2 separate regions of the Gossypium hirsutum genome follow, and region 1 is linked to region 2. The links are chromatin contacts, called in public Hi-C maps. All regions are on one chromosome and are shown on one strand. The core of a region is the stretch at or near the end of the contact, and the rest is flanking DNA. Distances in the headings are between cores, read along the strand shown.

The links. Hi-C and Micro-C count contacts between places; a contact is called where the count stands out from the background.
Region 1: a Hi-C map of leaf shows a contact between it and region 2, with 1.9 times the contacts expected there. The contact joins the promoter of LOC107942038 here to the enhancer-like site in region 2. A contact is called at or near these places in 8 of 34 Hi-C or Micro-C datasets (callus and leaf).

Annotation. Positions count from the first base shown.
Region 1 is chrD05:21,646,731-21,650,133 of Gossypium_hirsutum_v2.1, reverse strand. It overlaps LOC107942038 (oxysterol-binding protein-related protein 1C), which reads left to right and starts at 1,736. Exons shown (of 11, transcript XR_001695744.2): 1 at 1,736-2,594; 2 at 2,692-3,048; 3 at 3,127-3,220.
Region 2 is chrD05:21,610,321-21,613,646 of Gossypium_hirsutum_v2.1, reverse strand. No RefSeq gene overlaps it. Among protein-coding and RNA genes, the nearest start is that of LOC107942030, 9.5 kb to the right of the region's middle. Within about 2 kb of position 1,441, at least 3 of the 9 cell types and tissues checked have an H3K27ac peak or open chromatin away from gene starts, as enhancers often do. A contact at or near this core is called in leaf, where this site is marked.

The DNA.
Region 1 (3,403 bases), core at 487-2,986, 36 kb before region 2:
ATTATAATAAAATATTTTTAACATGAGAGACAAATAACAATCATAACAATTACATCTCTCTGCAGCTTTTGTCAGGTTGATAAGACTGGGTTTCCAGTTTTTGTAAATGAAAAAAAAAAGGTGATAAATTAGTTAATCTTGAATACAATTTAATTTGACTCGTTCGAAAAATTATGGGAAAAAAAATGAAGTAATCATTTAAAGTAAATATCAACAAATTTTGGACTGTCGTGCGGTTTTAGAAGTTGTTTACTGTGCAGCACAGTCAACATCGTATAGTGATTTGTCATACTTGCCGACCTGCCTGCTGTTCTAAAACTTCCACACTCACAAACCAAACCAGTTGCTTTACAACAACAAAAAAAGAAAGTGGACAATAATTATAGATGATGGTGACAAATGTGGATGATTTTGTGGTTTTGTGGTTTAATGATACTTTCCCTCATCGAATATTCTATTTCTTGGACAATGAACTGAATCCAGTTATAACATCCATGCTTTCTTCCAATTGTGCTTGATGGTTTTGTCGAGAAGGCCACAGATTCAATGCACTGCCAACGGATACTTCAACTTTGTAGTTGACGCTTCCCTTTTAAGATTTTTACCACACTAGAACCTCTGCCGTTGTCTTCCATCATAATTCTAGTTCTAATTAATTAATGCTACTTCTTCCACCATAAAATAATTTATTCTTTCATTTTATATATATAAATTAAGAAAATACTTTTTGGTTAATTACTTCTTTCTTTTGGGAACAAATGGTTAATTTTTTTAAATTAAAAATAATGAAACATACAAAACTAAAATAATAAATTGATTTAAATTGTGAGTAAAATAGTATCTAAATAGGTGAATACATTATATTAAAGGGTAAGTATTGGATATACTGACAGTATATTTTTTTTTATTTCACAAGCAATCTAAAAAAATTGGCATATTTTTTTTAAAAATATTTTACTATACTCTTATAGACTTATCAACCCTCTGATCCTACTTGTGGAGTTTAAAAACTTAACCGATAGTATACTAGATATTATTCCAATATTAAATCCACTTCAGTTATTTATCATGTTATTATCATTTTTCTTGAATTGGTATCAAGCCAATTTGTGACACTGATTCAATCAACAACAGAATCAAAACGATATGGATAAAAAATTTTGTGAAATAATATTGAAGTATTATGAAAATATTAAAATAAAGCTTTTGGTTAGAATAGTAAAGGAAATGTTTTATAAATGCTCACAGATTTAAATCTCAATATATATATTTTTCCTGAATTTATTAAAAATATAAAAAGATAAAAATACCACTATAATAATATAAATTATTTTACACATATAAGAATATTTTTTTGTAAATTTCTTAATCGAATTGATGACTATACCAACTTAGTCACACAAATATAAATACACATTGATTAGAACTAAAATTAAACTTAATACAAAGTATAATGAATTTAAATATAAATAAATTCTGTACATATCATTAAGAGTAACACTAAGTGAGACTAAATAAAGAATGTATGAGAATCGACTAATTATATTAATACAAAGTGGTGTTTAGTTGGACGAAATTAAATACAATTGGAAAAATTCATGCATCTCTTAACTAATTTCTGATATTATTATGTCTTAATTAAATATCATCTTTGTTAAACCCAACCGCTCAGGGGATTAAAATTTTCCCTCTCTCGCTCGGGTTACCCGCCCGAAGTTCCCGCCAACGGCCACCCCTTTCCTCAAACGGCCGTCCTTTTTTAGTACTATTTTTTTGTAACCGTCTGCCCAAATTCTACTGACATTTATGTGTATATATATAAACAAAATTCAACTATTGGATCTCCTTTTTCTCTATCTCGTAAATGACAATCCAAGAAATTTAAAGAACAAAAAAAAAAAAATGAAGAGTGGAGAGCCATGAAAACTGTAACTGTAACCACCGTGCTCTCCATCGCCACGTCAGCTTTTACCTATCCCGGTGTCTTCCGATTATTCTATTTTTTATAAAGAACAATTAATATTACGCATTCTTTTTTGCTGTTTGGAACCACCGTACCTGGCCATTCTCCGATCAAAACATTTCCTACGGCGTTCGTCTTTATGAGTAATCCTTCTGTGAGAAACCTTTCTCCTTCCTCTTCCGCTCCTATATCCCGATCCAAGTCGACCCTACCCTTGGACCAAATTCAGTGCCCGTGCAATCCAAGCCACCAGGTTCTCTATCATCGTAGCAGAAGCGTGAATTATTATAATCGGATGAAACAGAAGAACGGGGTGTCGTCGGGACGAGAGGTGACGGCGGCTCTAGTGGATGTGAAGCTAAACAACATTGTAGGGAACGGGATATCCGGAGTGCTTTTCAAATGGGTGAATTACGGGAAAGGTTGGAAACCGAGGTGGTTCGTTTTGCAAGACGGAGTGTTATCATATTATAAACTCCATGGACCTGATAAGATCGTCGTCAGCCAAGAAACGGAAAAAGGATGCAAAGTTATCGGCGAAGAGTCTCTTCGTATTATAACCAGTTGTCGCAAACCCATTTGTCATCAATCCCTCACCCGTCGCAAACCCTTCGGTGAAGTCCACCTAAAGGTCAAAAAGAAGAAAAATGATTAAAATAAGCAAAAGAAAAACAAATTTGAATTTCATTTCTTTCTTTCTTTTTATTTGAATCTTGAAATTTTCTCAGGTTTCCTCGATTAGGGAAAGCAAATCAGATGACAAGAGGTTCTCGATTTACACCGGAACGAAAATGCTTCATTTACGAGCCGAGACGCGGGACGATAAGGTCGCGTGGATTGAAGCGCTTCAGGCGGTTAAGGATATGTTCCCTAGGATACCTAATAGCGAGCTCATGGTTCAGGTGAACAATGCGTCGGTTTCCACGGAGAAGTTGAGGCAACAGCTGATGCAGGAAGGGGTAAGCGAATTGGCTATCCAAGATAGCGAGCAGATTATGAGGACGGAATTCTTAACAATGCAGAAGCAGATGCTGTTGCTTAGACAGAAACAGTATCTCCTCATCGAAACCTTGCGTCAGTTAGAGGTATATGAAACAAAGGTTTTTACTTCTTTTTTGCAATCTTCTGCTAAGAAATTGCTAGTTTGTACTCTTATTTTGCAGGCAGAAAAAGTTGATCTGGAAAATACAGTGGTCAACGAGAGCCAAAACAAGTCGAATCAAGGGGCTTACGCCATGGTAAAGCATGACAGAAGTGGTAAGATTATTAGGCAGTAAAACTATTTTATTTCAATTGTCGCTTCTATAAACTAATTTGTCGACAACTTTAACGCTTGTTAAGCAGAGGTTTATCAGTCATCTTGAATCAATTTTTGTGTATGTTTATCAGCCATCTTTTTTATTGTTAATTATGTGTTCCATTTAATAATATTATCAGGTG
Region 2 (3,326 bases), core at 192-2,691:
AGTTTATTGTTGGAATCTTGAGCTTCCATAATAAGTTTAATCAATATTTCTCTGCCGCTTGAGTTTTAGTTTGATTGATATCGTCATAGTCGTCAATGCATGACGATAAATGTTCGAGTGCGTTGAAGCGCATTATCCTCCTGTTTATGGGTTGGAAGGGTGCTATGTCTAATTTTAGACATTGCGTCAAAAAGAACAAATATGATCAAAACTTATCTATCTGTTCTTTATTTTATTTTTAAATATATTGTATTGATTAAAAAAAGTTTGAATGATTGGGTTGATTTTTAAAGATTGTAACGTTATGAAACACAACCATACATGGCAATGGAACAGGACGTTATTGGAAGGCAATGTTGTCAACATCCCCAGCTATGGAGTGGAAGAGTGAAAGAGCTATTGTCGGTTGAGTGTTGAGGATGTGAGTCCATTTAAGTTTGAGTTGTAAAACAATTTATTTTTTCTTTTAAGGATTTTATACATCCGGAAATTTGCTTTATCGTTTAATTAAATTGTTTGATATTTTATAATTAACTTAAATAACAATGAATCACATGCTTAGATTATAAAGGTGACCTAAATCTTAATCTACATATTAGTTTTATGGCTTATAATTAGAGGTATTTATGGATTGAGTTTAAGTCAGCTTATGAATGGTATTAATATACTTTATACTTGCTCAAGCAAAGCTTCGAAATATAGACCTAAAATTTTACTCAAGCTCGTTCATATTTGTAAATGACTAACCCTACTCATTTTAGGCCTGTCTATATATATATTTTTTAAAATATCAAAAATATATATTTATGTTATTTTTAATTTAATATTTAATAATTTTATATTTTTTTATTAAAAATTCATATATAGGCTCCTTAACAATTTTTAATGTTTACATCATGGTAGTAATATTATAAATACTACTATAGATTTAATTTTTATGTGTTATAAATTACATAATATATAAAAATAAAATAACATAAAACATTACTAGTCAGGATGGGCTTTGGCCTTGAATGTTCAAGCCCTAGCCGAACTCATATTTTAAAAAGACTTAAATTTTTTGCCCGAACTTATATTTCGAGTCTAACATTTTTGCTTAAATCCTTCTAAATTTCGAATAGCCCTTTAGACTTAAACGAATAGCTAGACCCATAAAGATGAGAACTGAAATGAAATGGAGTGAGACTTGTCATTCTAGTTAACATTTATTTTTCTCGAGGAAGAAAATCTTTTTGTTGGACAGAAATTATAGTGATCGAACATACAAATTGGTTGCTAGCGACTGCCACTTGAAAATTTGGGACCTACATGTCCAATTGATAGGCCATTTTTCTTGCCAACTGTTTTTTATTATGATTCAAAATGTCATTGCCCATCACCCATCACCCATCATCCTCATAATAGTATTAGATACCAAAATTTGTGGGGAAAAAAACATCAAGACAGTTTAGGGTTTGGGCATTGGAAAGCATTCTGCAAATTGTGACTAACAGAAAAGTCTATGAAACCCAGCACAAGTAGGCTTCTTAAGGCCCGAAATCTCTTCCTCGGCTCAATAGGCCCAAAAACTATATATAGCCTTTTATATCAAACCCAAAAAATTTATGGACCGAATGATATTGTATGTATTGTCGGTTTATAAGTTTTAAGCACTATCAGTAAATAATACTACGATTAACTATCATTAAATTAAATATAAAATTATGGAGGACTTGTCAATAAATATTAATAATTTTATTTAAATATTAATTATAAGTATTATAAATAAATATTAATAGCTCTTGAATTTATGATATTGGGTTTAAGGGTTTTACCATTTATTTATAGTTAGTTATTATTTAATTATGTTTAAATAAAGTTATCAGTATTTATTTATAAGTCCTCCATTACATTTTTATTTTATTTAATGATGAGGTGTCATGTTATTATTCGCTGATGGTGCATGAGACTTATGCATCAAATATGTTGTAATATTATATATATACACACACTAATTTCTTATCGACATATGAGTTTGATTGTATATATCAATTAAATATATTATATTTATTTCTTGCAAAATGGCTACAAAATTTGTAGTATTTTAGAAATACTATGATTAAGAAATTAAAAATAAAATAAAATAAATATTTAAATTTTAGAATCTTTATAGTTTTGTGTTATGATTAATATAATATAAGAATGAAAATTTAATATTTAAAACAAATTTAAAAATTTAAAATAAAAAATCCACAATTTAAAAAATTATATAAACATATAATGTTAATAGTAAATTAGGATAGTAAAATTTGTACATGAGCATTAACAAACACTAGTGTTGTTAATTTATGGATTGTAAAATGTTTAATAATAATACTTATTTTTGTGTGATTATAAATGTATAATTTTGAATAATGTTATGTAAATATTAGATATTAGTAAAATAATGTTAAAATAATATGAACATGTATTATTTATTTAATTAGGTTATTGAACATTATTTATTAGAAAATTATTTAATTAATTTATTTGAAATTACAAAAATATAGTTTTTTAACATGTATTAATTAAATATTAATTTAATTTACAATTGATATCTAAAAGTAAATGTAATTTTTAATATACATTAGTGAATTTTTTAATACTTAGTTAAAAATACATAATATAATTTTTAATATTTATTAGTTAAAATTTTAAATATAGCAATAAACAATTTCAATTAATTATTTGAAGTTATATGTTAATTATTAAAAATTTTATGTTAATTTCATAAAAATAAGAAGAGAAAAATAACAGTTTTTTCACAAGTAATTGAAAATATATAGGGATTTTGTTTTTGAATCTAGAATAACTATAAAACTTTAGAAACTAAATTAATAAATAAAAAATGCGAAAAAATTAAAAGGATTTAGGTTGTAAATAACTCCGTTTATTTTTTAGATATAAAATTGTCAATATAAAAATTTGGGTAAGAAAACTTTACTTTAGTGTGTGTTAGTGAATTTTATGTGATAGCATATGATCAATATATATTTTTATACATAATGGAAGAAAACTAGAGGAAACTAAATCCTAAGAGCATCCTTACCACAAGCATCGGCTTGAAGCAAGGAAAGTAGACTATTAGGATGAGCATTGAGCAAAACCAGCCTAATTCCCCGGCTTTGTCAAGATTCGTCAGACAATCGGCACACATATTACCCTCTTGGCTCTACTTCAACTATTGAATAAGAGTGTAGTCAAAGGATGAGTAGAAGCATAAGGTGTTGGGAGAATGTTCACAACCGTCATAACATCAATTCAACTCGAAAACCTTCTCAAACACCCCAGATCTCCGCTTGCAAGTT